Regions from separate parts of the Mus musculus genome. Here all the other regions are linked to region 2. Evidence: chromatin contacts called from public HiChIP or PLAC-seq and promoter capture Hi-C data. All regions are on one chromosome and are shown on one strand. Each heading gives the region's core, a stretch centred on a gene start, on an enhancer-like site or on the middle of the called end of the contact. The rest is flanking DNA. Distances are from core to core; before and after follow the strand shown. Region 1 overlaps Tead1 (TEA domain family member 1). Region 2 has its middle 24 kb from the start of Gm24154. Region 3 overlaps Tead1 (TEA domain family member 1).

Evidence for each region. HiChIP or PLAC-seq counts read pairs in DNA pulled down with a chosen protein or histone mark. Capture Hi-C pulls out chosen DNA fragments and counts their contacts.
Region 1: a contact with region 2 is called in an H3K27ac HiChIP or PLAC-seq map of extraembryonic endoderm stem cells. The contact joins two enhancer-like sites. A contact is called at or near these places in 1 of 484 Hi-C or Micro-C datasets (the HL-1 cell line), 2 of 115 datasets of contacts at active chromatin or transcription factors (extraembryonic endoderm stem cells and pancreatic cancer cells) and 1 of 9 other capture datasets (embryonic stem cells).
Region 3: a contact with region 2 is called in a promoter capture Hi-C map of pancreatic islet. The contact joins two enhancer-like sites. A contact is called at or near these places in 1 of 484 Hi-C or Micro-C datasets (the HL-1 cell line), 2 of 115 datasets of contacts at active chromatin or transcription factors (embryonic stem cells and pancreatic cancer cells) and 2 of 9 other capture datasets (liver and pancreatic islet).

The regions. Positions count from the first base shown.
Region 1 is chr7:112,786,717-112,790,301 of GRCm38.p6, reverse strand. All of the region lies in intron 2 of Tead1 (TEA domain family member 1), which reads right to left. Among named protein-coding and RNA genes, the nearest start is that of Tead1, 110 kb to the right of the region's middle. Within about 2 kb of position 1,776, at least 88 of the 459 cell types and tissues checked have an H3K27ac peak or open chromatin away from gene starts, as enhancers often do. A contact at or near this core is called in extraembryonic endoderm stem cells, where this site is marked.
Region 2 is chr7:112,592,456-112,595,872 of GRCm38.p6, reverse strand. No RefSeq gene overlaps it. Among named protein-coding and RNA genes, the nearest start is that of Gm24154, 24 kb to the left of the region's middle. Within about 2 kb of position 2,077, at least 9 of the 459 cell types and tissues checked have an H3K27ac peak or open chromatin away from gene starts, as enhancers often do. A contact at or near this core is called in extraembryonic endoderm stem cells and pancreatic islet, where this site is marked.
Region 3 is chr7:112,759,070-112,762,417 of GRCm38.p6, reverse strand. It overlaps Tead1 (TEA domain family member 1), which reads right to left. Exons shown (of 13, transcript NM_009346.4): 2 at 2,779-3,034. The coding sequence starts at 2,980. Among named protein-coding and RNA genes, the nearest start is that of Tead1, 81 kb to the right of the region's middle. Within about 2 kb of position 1,472, at least 98 of the 459 cell types and tissues checked have an H3K27ac peak or open chromatin away from gene starts, as enhancers often do. A contact at or near this core is called in pancreatic islet, where this site is marked.

The DNA of each region.
Region 1 (3,585 bases), core at 527-3,026, 190 kb before region 2:
ATTTAAAGGCATGATATACTCATGAATGAGCCATAGAATTGAATTTAAAGCCTTGGAATACAAGCTCAGGCACAAGCACTGTCACCTTCAGGTTCACTAAAAGATTTGAAAAACTAATGTTTGTTATTGTTAGGAGGCAGAGTCAGGAATTTGTCAGTTCAAGACCAGCCGGACTACATAGCAAGTTCCTGACCATCCTGATGGAGAGAGAAGAATATAAAGGATGGAGGGAGGGAGACATCACAGGATGGTCCTGGTTTTGAAGAAAAATTTATTTTAGCATAATCTGCGGGGGGGGGGGGGGCAGTTGCCTCAAAAGAACATTCTATTCTTAGATTTGAGGGTTGATAGGCATGTAACACCTGTGCCCAGGCCATGTCCTTGGTACATAGGCCCAGGAGTGAGTCCCCTGATCTGACTAGCTAGGTGGGTGTCTCCTCCCATCTTCACTGCTTGGCATTTGTCCCTGCAGAGGCTACACACCGAAGTGAACCATCTCCCCAGACAAAGGCGTACCTTCCTACCCTCAAGGGTATTCCAAGCTACTCCCTGCTAGAACCTCCAGCCAAGGCCTCAAGCATATTGTTCTCCGCTGTCTATCTATTAAGAGGCTCTGGAAAAGCATGCAGGAAGGCTTCATGGTTTCTTTTCCCCCTAGACCCAGCTTAAGCAATGCCACAGTGTATATACACTACCTAAATTCTATCCAGCTTGTATATTTTAAGATTTATTTTAACTTATGTGTATGAGTGTTTTGCCTGAAAGAAAAGGAGTCGGATCCCCCTGAAACTGGAGCTGTGAGAACTGAACCTGGGTCCTCTGAAAGAGCAACAACTGCTCTTAACTTCTGAGCCATTTCTCCAGCTCCTCTATCCTGCTTTCTTAGCAAAGGTGTGCAGCACACTACAGTCTATAATATACACAGACTAAACCCACCAACAACCCCCATGGAGCTCTGTGAGTATGGGGCCAAGCTGCAGCGTCACCACGAGCAGCCCAGGAGAGCCAGTTCCATTAAGACACACACACAGCAGACACTCAGGAAGGAGCCTTCCTTCCTACACACCTCCCACCTTGCCTAATCGGTGGGCCACACACGTAGTGCTCCATCAACAAAAGCCGTGAAAAGTATTATCGTCTTTGTGGCTTATGAAAAGCCGTAATTCTCCTTCCTGTTTTACTCAAAGCCACCTGAAGTTGCCTGGTCTTAAACATGGCCCACCTAAGCTACCAGAGGCAGGAAAGAGGGGTTCTTCCTCGGGAAGATGGAAAAACAAAGTGGTTCTAAATTTGCACACACATTTCTAAACCCACCATCCCAGGGCCTTCAGAAATGCCCGAGGGAGGAAGAACTTTCCTCGACTGCTCTGTGGCTGAGAACACCTGGGGTTGCAGGATGAGCAATAACAGAAAACTTACCATAAAGAGGGAATGTGAACAACATTAGAAAACCTTTCAGGAAGGGGGGGCGGGGGAGAGAAAGCAGCCTCCAGACTCGGGGCCAGGTGGGCAAGGACAGCAGTTTTCTGCCAAGCTGAAAAATATAGGTAAAAAGATTAGGCCTACGCAACTTTTGTTTGCTACACATCCAGCACCCAGGATGGCCCTGGTCAGAAGGCTGCTTGGCTCCTGGCTACCGTGGTGTTTTTTCTTTCTTGACAATTCACTTCCCCAATAGGCATGGTGCCAACTCAAATGAGACTCAGAGCACTGAAAAGCCCTTCAGGTAAACAGTGTGATAAGCTAAACTGAAAAACTAGACAATGTTTTTGGACTATGAGGTAGTTGCTATGGAGACAGTTGCTAATTAACTGCTTTCAAGCAGGAGAACAAAGGGCTCAGGGCAGGCAGGCCTCTGTATCTCCTAGCTAGCAATGCATGGAGCTTGCGCAACAGCACGTCGCTCATATCTGGAATACCTGAGACCCGGCTGGTCGGCTAGATGCCTGGGGAATTGACAAAAGTACATTTTCTTCATCTTGACCTGGATTAACGGCACCTGGCCACCAGTACCTGTCAGGGAAGCAAGCTACACAGTAAAATGGCAGATTGCAGAGTAGCAACAAAAAGCCTGGCCCTTTCCTGAACAGTTATCTCCATTGCTGAGTGGAGACAATGGGGAATGGTTTGGATGGAGGGCTGAGCAGAAGAACTTTTTTTGTTTGGGGTCCTGGGGTTATACCCAGAGCTTTGCACATACATGCTAAGCATGCATTCTATCATGGAGATAAATGCAAGAGAATGAGTAATTTGTATGTAGGCGTGTGTTTCTAATATGCATGCATGAGGCCACAAATCTACAGGAGGTGCTTTCCGCCTTATTTTTTGAGACAGGGTCTTTTATTGAATATGGACCACACTAATAGGCCTGACTGTCTGGCCTGAGAGCTACCGAATCCACCTGTCTCTACACCCCAGCACTGGTGTTCCCATGCTTGTACAGCAAGCACTTAACGCCCTGAGGCAGCATCTCAGCGTGCCTGCACCCCAATCTGTAAATGATAAGTTCAACTTTTCATGCTTTACTACAGACCCCCCCCCAAAAAAAGTTATTTCAAAACAAAGGCATAATCTCTCCTCTTTTGGGATTCAAGTTCCCTATGGAAAACGATGTCTGGATATAGCTCAAGACCCAACAATAAAACCTATAATCACACCATACTCTTTGGCTCCAACATTATGCAATAATAACTAACTCAATAAACATGCACAAGAGTGCAACTGAAATGTGTCTATCTATCGCGGGCTCTTTCCTCCTCGGTCGCCATCCCAAGCTGACTGGGCTGATCCTGAGGCGGCAATGCTATTCTGAAGGGCTGGCCCCAGAGCTACAGTCCTTTACCAACATCAACACTGAAGCAGCATTAGCTGCTAGTGACAACCTCGTCTTGGAAAGACTCTGATGCCTCCACTGAGACCCAAGTTGTTTGTGCCAGGTTACATGAAACATATCTGCATTAAATAAATGTCCAGTAAGCTTTGCCTCCGAGAACACATCAAACACTCCTCTTCACTCTTAAGAATTTCAGATCAATTCGACCTGGAGCATCTACCTTCATTACCAGAGGCAGAATAGGGATTAAGCAGGCCATGATTCTCAGAGACACAATAAGAGAATTCTCAGCTGGATTCTGGGGTGTTCATAAACAACCTTAGAAAAGGCTGATGGTTTTCTGGCATGGCTGACATCCAGCAAAGTGCACGAGCTGTCAAAGCAGACATGCTGGATCACACCCAGGTCCTTGCGGCATGGTCTTTTGCAATACTGGCCCCTTTGAGCTCTGGCTTTCCCATTTGCAAAAGATACCAGTTTCAGAGCTACTGAGCTAGCTGGCCGCTTGCTCCAGTCCCTAGTCTATAGCAAGCAGTCAAGAGACCACAGCTGTTTACCACAGCCTCCATTTATTAACTGCTTTCCTTTACAATGGCATAAAGCTGCTGGAGACTTTAATTCCCCAGGAAAAGGAAATAGGGATTTTTCAATAGGGACACGTGACTCTCTCTGCCCACAATACAAACGACCGTGTCCAATGCCCATGGTTTGAACGGTGGGCACTGGACCTGTCACACTTGGGCTTGGTTGCT
Region 2 (3,417 bases), core at 828-3,327:
AGGAATACCCTGTGGGAGCATGGCCATCTGTGGGGAGCACAAATGCCTGTAGGGAGGATAGCCACCATTTTGGGACCCCCAGGGGAGGACATGTTGACTGGCATCTGTCTTCTGCAGAGACCCAGGGGAGTGGGGTGCAGCACTGGAGAGAAGAAGACAGAAGGCGGGATAAACTGTGATCCTCAGATAGGCACCCCAGCATCTCTTGCATAGGCTTTCCCCAGAGCTCTGTTTCAGTCTGCTAGCTTCTCCTGTTGGGCCTGGCCTTCCCCAGAGCAGGAGAAATGAACGTGTCCTCGAATCCTCAGCTACTGTCTGGGGATGCCAGAGACTCTGAAGGCAAAAGCCGAGGAATGCGAAGCATTTATGACTTAGCAGAATTGTTCCTTAACTTCTGGCTTCTGGAGGAGCCTTCTGGATTCCACTGTGGCTGCTCCTCTGCGTCTAGAACCTGCCAAGAACTCCCAGGTCCCAGTCAGCACTTAGGCTGCTATGTGGGGGCAGGGGTCAGAGGACCTCAGTGTGGCTGGTGGCCCAGAGCACTGGTGTGGATGTCCAGGCCTACTCCAGGGGAAGGAGAGGGGTGGGGTGGGGAAGAGAGGCTGTAACCTCAGGGCTCTGGCCTTTTTTGAAGGGTGAGCATTGCCATGGCTCTCATCAACCTGGGTTACTGAATTTTCTCTGAGCAAGGCTTGGTGTAGCCCTCAGGGGAGGGGCCTTTCCATACTGCCTACCTCTGGGCAGATGGTCACCCTTCCTCTGGTGCCATCTCCTTCAGTGTGTAGCTTGAATGGGGGCTGTGGTGTTCTTATACCTCCTTCTCCATCTCCGTGGGCTTATATGACCAGAAGCAACTGAACTGAACTAGTGGGACTTAGAGGGGCTGTGACTGACTTCGCCTAGTTCTTTCACAGAGGCCGCCAGAGCAGGCAACCTTGTCTCTCAATGAAGCTCTCCCACTGCCCTTGAGCTATCTTCACAGCAGATCATTTCTATCCAATCCTCCTCTTCTTCACTCTCACTTTGGATAAATATTTACATATTTACTGTGCATGTGTGCATGTGTGTATGTATGTGTGTGTGTGTGTGTGTGTGTATGTGAGAGAGAGAGAGAGAGAGAGAGAAAGATCTCATATGAGTATGTATGGAGGCCAGTGAATGAGCCCTGGCCTATTGCTCTCTACCTTATTTTCTTGAGACAGGAACTTGGACTTAATGTTTGGTTAGGTTGGCAGCTATCAAGCTTCATCTCTTCTCTTCTCTTCTCTTCTCTTCTCCCCTCCCCTCCCCTCCCCTCCCCTCCCCTCCCCTCCCCTCCCCTCCCCTCCCCTCCCCTCCCCTCCCCTCCCCTCCCCTCCCCTCCCCTCCCCTCCCCTCCCCTCCTCTCTTCTCTTCTCTTCTCTTCTCTTCATGAGACAGGGTCTTCCACTGACTTGGAACTGCTGACTGGCCAGAGGTCACCAGCCTCTGCTTCCCCAGTTCTGGAATTCCAAGTACATATGGCCTACTCGGTTTCTTTCTTTTTTAAAACTTGAGTCTGGACATTGAACTCATGCTTATGACAGCAATGAGTGCATGCATACCAGTGCTCAGCTTTTTATACAGTCTAAGACCCCCTTCCTGGGGAATGGTGCCACGCAGAGTGGCCTGGGACTACCCACATCAATTAACACAAGACAAAACCCCACAGCTTGTCTACAGGCCAACCTTTTCTAAACAATCCCTTATTGAGAACTTCCTCTTTCTTTAGGTGATTCTAGACTGGTAAGTAGACAATTAAAACTAAGCATTACACATATATAAAATCAGAGAGCTCAGAAAAAAAGAGAGGGAGTCCATGGGCTCCCATATCTTAACTGAGTGCAGAATTATTGCTTGCCACCTCCTGGCTCATGGCTTTGATCAAGGCTTTAATCCAGGCTCCCTGTTCAGTGAGTGTCTATCCTCTAGTATCACAACAAATAAGGGAAGATGTGGTAGCCTTGGTGACCTGAGCAAGGACAGGCTTCCAGGAGCTGGTTTCAGAAACGTTGACAAATATTTGCCAAGGGCAGGCACCCGTGAGTGGGCAACAGGCTATTGTTGAGGTTTCCAGGAAATCTCAGAACATCTGGGGAGTCATGCGGCCCCAGCCCCAGCTCCCATACTGAACAAACGTGCAGCAGATTAAATATTTATCTATTGTCCTGTCCACCTCAATAAAACCTCACACTCTTTCATGCTCTTGCCTTAATGAGGTTTGTGTGCCTTGGAATGCCGCCCTGGGCCAGCCAATCATATCCAAAGATGTGAAAACATAAAAATCGATAAAAAGAAATGAAAAGTCTGTTTCACTGATAAGACATCATTTATCTTACTCATGGGTACTTCTCAGATTCCCCTAAGTGCCCTTTTAGAGGGCAGCATCAAACCCAGGACCCACTTGCCTCAGTGGATGGAGGCTCTCTCACGTCAGCAGCGGAGGTACAGGTGTGACTTTAGAATGCCGTATTTCCACAACCCTCTCTGGCGCCCCAAATCCAAATTGGACCACTTCCATAATTTTTAATATGGTTGTCGTTTTGTGTCCTTGGGATTGGTTCAAGAACGACCCCTAGATACCAAATTGGTAGATCCTTCAATATCTTTTATGAAAGACTGTCTCCCCACACATACACACACCTGTGCCACTCTCTACTATTTTCTTGGTTAAAGAGGTTGCTGGGAGGTTAAGAGCACTTCCTGTGCTCCAGAGGAACTGGGCTTGCTTCCCAATATTCACATAGTGGCTCAAAACCATCCGGATCTTCAGTGCTAGGGGACCTGAGCTGATGCCTTCTTCTGAAATCTGTTGAGACTACATGCATGTGGTACATATACATGCATGCAGACAAAATACTCACATTAAACAAAGTAAGTTAAAAGTATTTTTAAAAATTTTATACAGTCAGTGAGTATGTCAATCAACCATGCAGTACTGTACCTCAGTGTGGTTCTCCGGTTCTCAGTTTTTGAGTGACTGTCCTGTATTTTCCAATACAGCCTGTCAATCTGGTGGGAGAGATTCTATGCAATGCTTGCATTAGAGAAGGCTGGAGGACATATTCCTCTTGCCAGAGTAGGCTGGGGCCCCTAGCTTGGATTCCTGAGGCGGGGCTGCACTCAAGGCAGGGAGTCTCAAAGCCTTTCCTGCTTAGGGAGTCTAAGCCCCCTGACCTATGGATTCCATCCACTCTCATTTTCCAGTGGAAAAATAAATGAGCACTAATTTGGGGGGGGGCAGGGAATGGGTGATGTATACATGTGCTCTCACGCTGGAAGACACTGATTCATATGGGAACCACAATGTATACACGCCGGAGAGTCTGGTTATTGGAAAATTACAGCCCTGGAATTCTGTTGATGTAAATAAGCTTCGATATCCTCTGTAGGGTTAAC
Region 3 (3,348 bases), core at 223-2,722, 170 kb before region 2:
AATCCTCAAGGAAGACTCGCCAGGTGTTTCACTGGGCTATGACTTTGACTGACTTCACAGAGAATCCATTTTCAAAGGTCTTAGAGAAAAGGGATGCTCTCGGGGACCGCTGACTACTGGTCGAACATTAAGATTCGTTTATGTGCTAGCAAAAGCTTGATCACGAAGGGTGACCCTGGCCTTACATGGGCTCACATGACTCTGTCTCCGACTGGCTGAGGTAGCACTAAGGAGAGTCAACTTTCTCTGACAAAGTTAAAGCAGATCCCCTAAAGGGAGGCCCAGTCTCCAATTCAACTAGCCCAGGAACTACCACACTTCCCTCCAAGATAGCCTGAGGCATTCTATCTTATGCCACAAGACAGGGAGCCAAGGGGAGTGCTTCCTCCCTGGACAGATGGAGATACTGCAAGGCCAATGCAGAAAACCCATCTCTTCCTGATCAGGGGACAAAACCATGCAGGTTGTGTACTCTCTGGCCCTGTGAAACCCACAACCATACTAGACTCTTCCTCCCTAGTGAGGAAAAACGGTTGCCTCATTTTAAATCTGGCTGGCCACCAACAGACAGTAATCGGATAGTGTTAACTTAAGGAGAAAGACACCCATACTCAAAAACAGATACAACTGGGAAGTACTGGGAACTGAGTTACCCTCGTCCTAGACACATATCCCACAGCCAACACCAAACTTACCAATATCTAATCACCCTGCTGAATTCCACCCCTCAAAACCACAATATCCTAGATGGCAAGTCTCCAAGGACCTGTTGTCCTCATTTATTTGATCATCTTTCCCAGGAGCCCAAAACTACATTAACACCAAGCACAAATGTGATCAGGTTAATAGCTGATAGAATAACTCCAATCTGAAGCTTCCATGGATTCAGTTCTCAGCAAGAGATCTTAAAAATCATTTTCACATAAAAAGTTTACAATTGAGTTATAGGCAAAGTGGGCAACTATTTACAAAGGAAAATCTCAATGGAGGGGGAAAAAACATTTTCAAAGGCACGATCTCATTAGATAGCTTAGGCTGGCTCTAATTCTCACTCTCCTTCTGCCTTAGACTCCTGAGTGTTGTTGGGATTATAGATGTACACCACCAAATGTCTTACGCCATTAATTTAGATTAAAACAACCTGTGAGCAAAGAAGTGGGAGCTTCACAATGCAACATCCCAAAGCTATGCTTCAAGGGAAAGCTGAGGAAGGAGAAGCCGGGGAAGAAAGGACGGACGCAGGATCCACCCACAGCAGCTGAGCAACCGGTTTCGGCCCGACTTCACTACCCTAGATAAAAAGAGGATTCTCTGGCTATAGCAGAAACTCACAAGAGCATAAAACAAATGCCACAAGTTTGGGTTCTCACTCCCGAGTGCATGACAGGCTGAGAGGCTCAGTGCCACAGAAAGCAAAAGTGTCTTTGTTTCCATTACATCATCCGTGGTGAAGGGGGAGGGCAGGCAGGGCACAGCTGGTGGCAGCTGTGCTACCATCTGCTCTCCTCTCAGAAGTCTTTGCTGGTCTGAGCACAGCCTCCTTGGGCTCCTGACAGAGACACGCGGGGTTAAAGGTACAACACCCTATTACAGAAATAGTGGGAATTACTGAGAAATAAATCACTCCTCTGTTGAGTTAAGAGCCTCGGGTAGTGGATGAGCCAGTGTTGGTGGAATTTATGCTGGCTGCATCTCTTTAGACTTGGTGACAACACAAACTCTGTCAACTCAGTTAGACAAGCACTATGTACAAGTGACCACCTGCCACCTACTTTCCTAAAGGTAGATAGCCAAAAAACCCGCAAGTCTGCATGCAGCTGGGAGCATTCTGGAAAGAGAATGTCCCCAACCTGTGGAGGGAAGCTTCACACCAGCTAGGGTGGGGACATTCGCTGTCAGCAACCAGAGCCATTTGGAAAGCTGGGCCTGCCTTCCTTGCCTCATGCAGCTTTCCCCAGAACCTACTCAGAGGACAGTCATAGAGGAAGGGGAAGCTGGGAGCTGGGAGCTGGGCACATGAATTGGGGCTGGGGAAAAACAGATGGGACAGGACAGGACACACAACAACGTCTTAACTAGCCATTCAGCTGCAAGTTAGAAGCAAGAATGGAAACAGGCCAATCAAACCTGTGTGTGTTTTATCTGGCCAGTACAGGGCTGATCCTGAAGTGGGGGATTTCAGAATTTTTAGAGGGACATAATGTTGAGGCAGGGTCTCATTAAGTCCAGGTTGGCCAGAATTCTCTATGTAGACCTTGAACTTCTGGTCAACCTAGCTCCACTTCCTGAGTGCTGGGATTACAGGGGAGCACTACTGGGATTACAGGGGAGCACTGCCATGCCCTGTTTCCCAAGGCTGTAGATTAAACCTAGAGGTCTGTGCTGCCAGGAACAACCACATCCCCAGCCAATAAAAAAAGAATAGATTTCAAATACAAATCTAAAGCACAAGATCTTCCTGCAAGGGTGGGAAGGACTCAAGGGACTCGGTCCCACTCGACGCCAGCTATGTGGAGCCGAATGACTGAAGAATTTGTTCCCTCCTGCACGTATGCCACCGTGGCACGTGAACCTTGAGAGCATCTGCCAGAAGGCCTGTCAAGCATGAAGAGAAAACCCCCAAGGGATGGTATCCCAGGATCCTCCTCTGTAGTGGAGCCCTGGTCCCTGGGATAGCCAAATGTCATTCTACAAAGAGCAACCAGGCTGGCTTCGGAGAACATCCCCTCCCACTGCAGCAGGCTGGAGGCCCTGAAAGGAATGTTCCAGGCCACTTACCATACATTTTGCCTTCGTCTGATAAGATGATTTTTCTCCTCCCACACGGCGGATAGATAGCCAGGGCCTCCTGGAAACTCTGCTCAATATCAGGACTCCAGACGCCCTCCGCGTCGTTGTCAATCGGCTTATCTGCCGAGTCGCTCATCCTTTCCATGTTTTCGGCAGGGCTCTCGCTGCCGCTCCAGCTGCTGGGCTCAATTTTGGCGGTTGGGTTTTCCAAGCCGAAGCCTGGAGCCTTTTCAAGAAAACAAACCTAAAAGAGAAATCATAAAACCATGTAAGGCTAGGGGTGCCATCAATATACTGCTTCTACAAGCTGCATAGTAAGCTCACAGGTCATCAACAGTGTTACGTGGACAATAATTCCTGGAGGAGAATATGGAATTCTGAGATCCCAAGATGATTTTGTCCTCCTTGTGTCATGTTAAGTACCCTACAAAAACATTAATGGCCGACTGAAGCTGGGTCATCTTCCTGGATAAGAGAAAATTCTCACCAATGATGGCACTCACTCAGAACTAACTACCCATCATGTGAAAACCTATTGTTAAGTGCCCACACCTTACA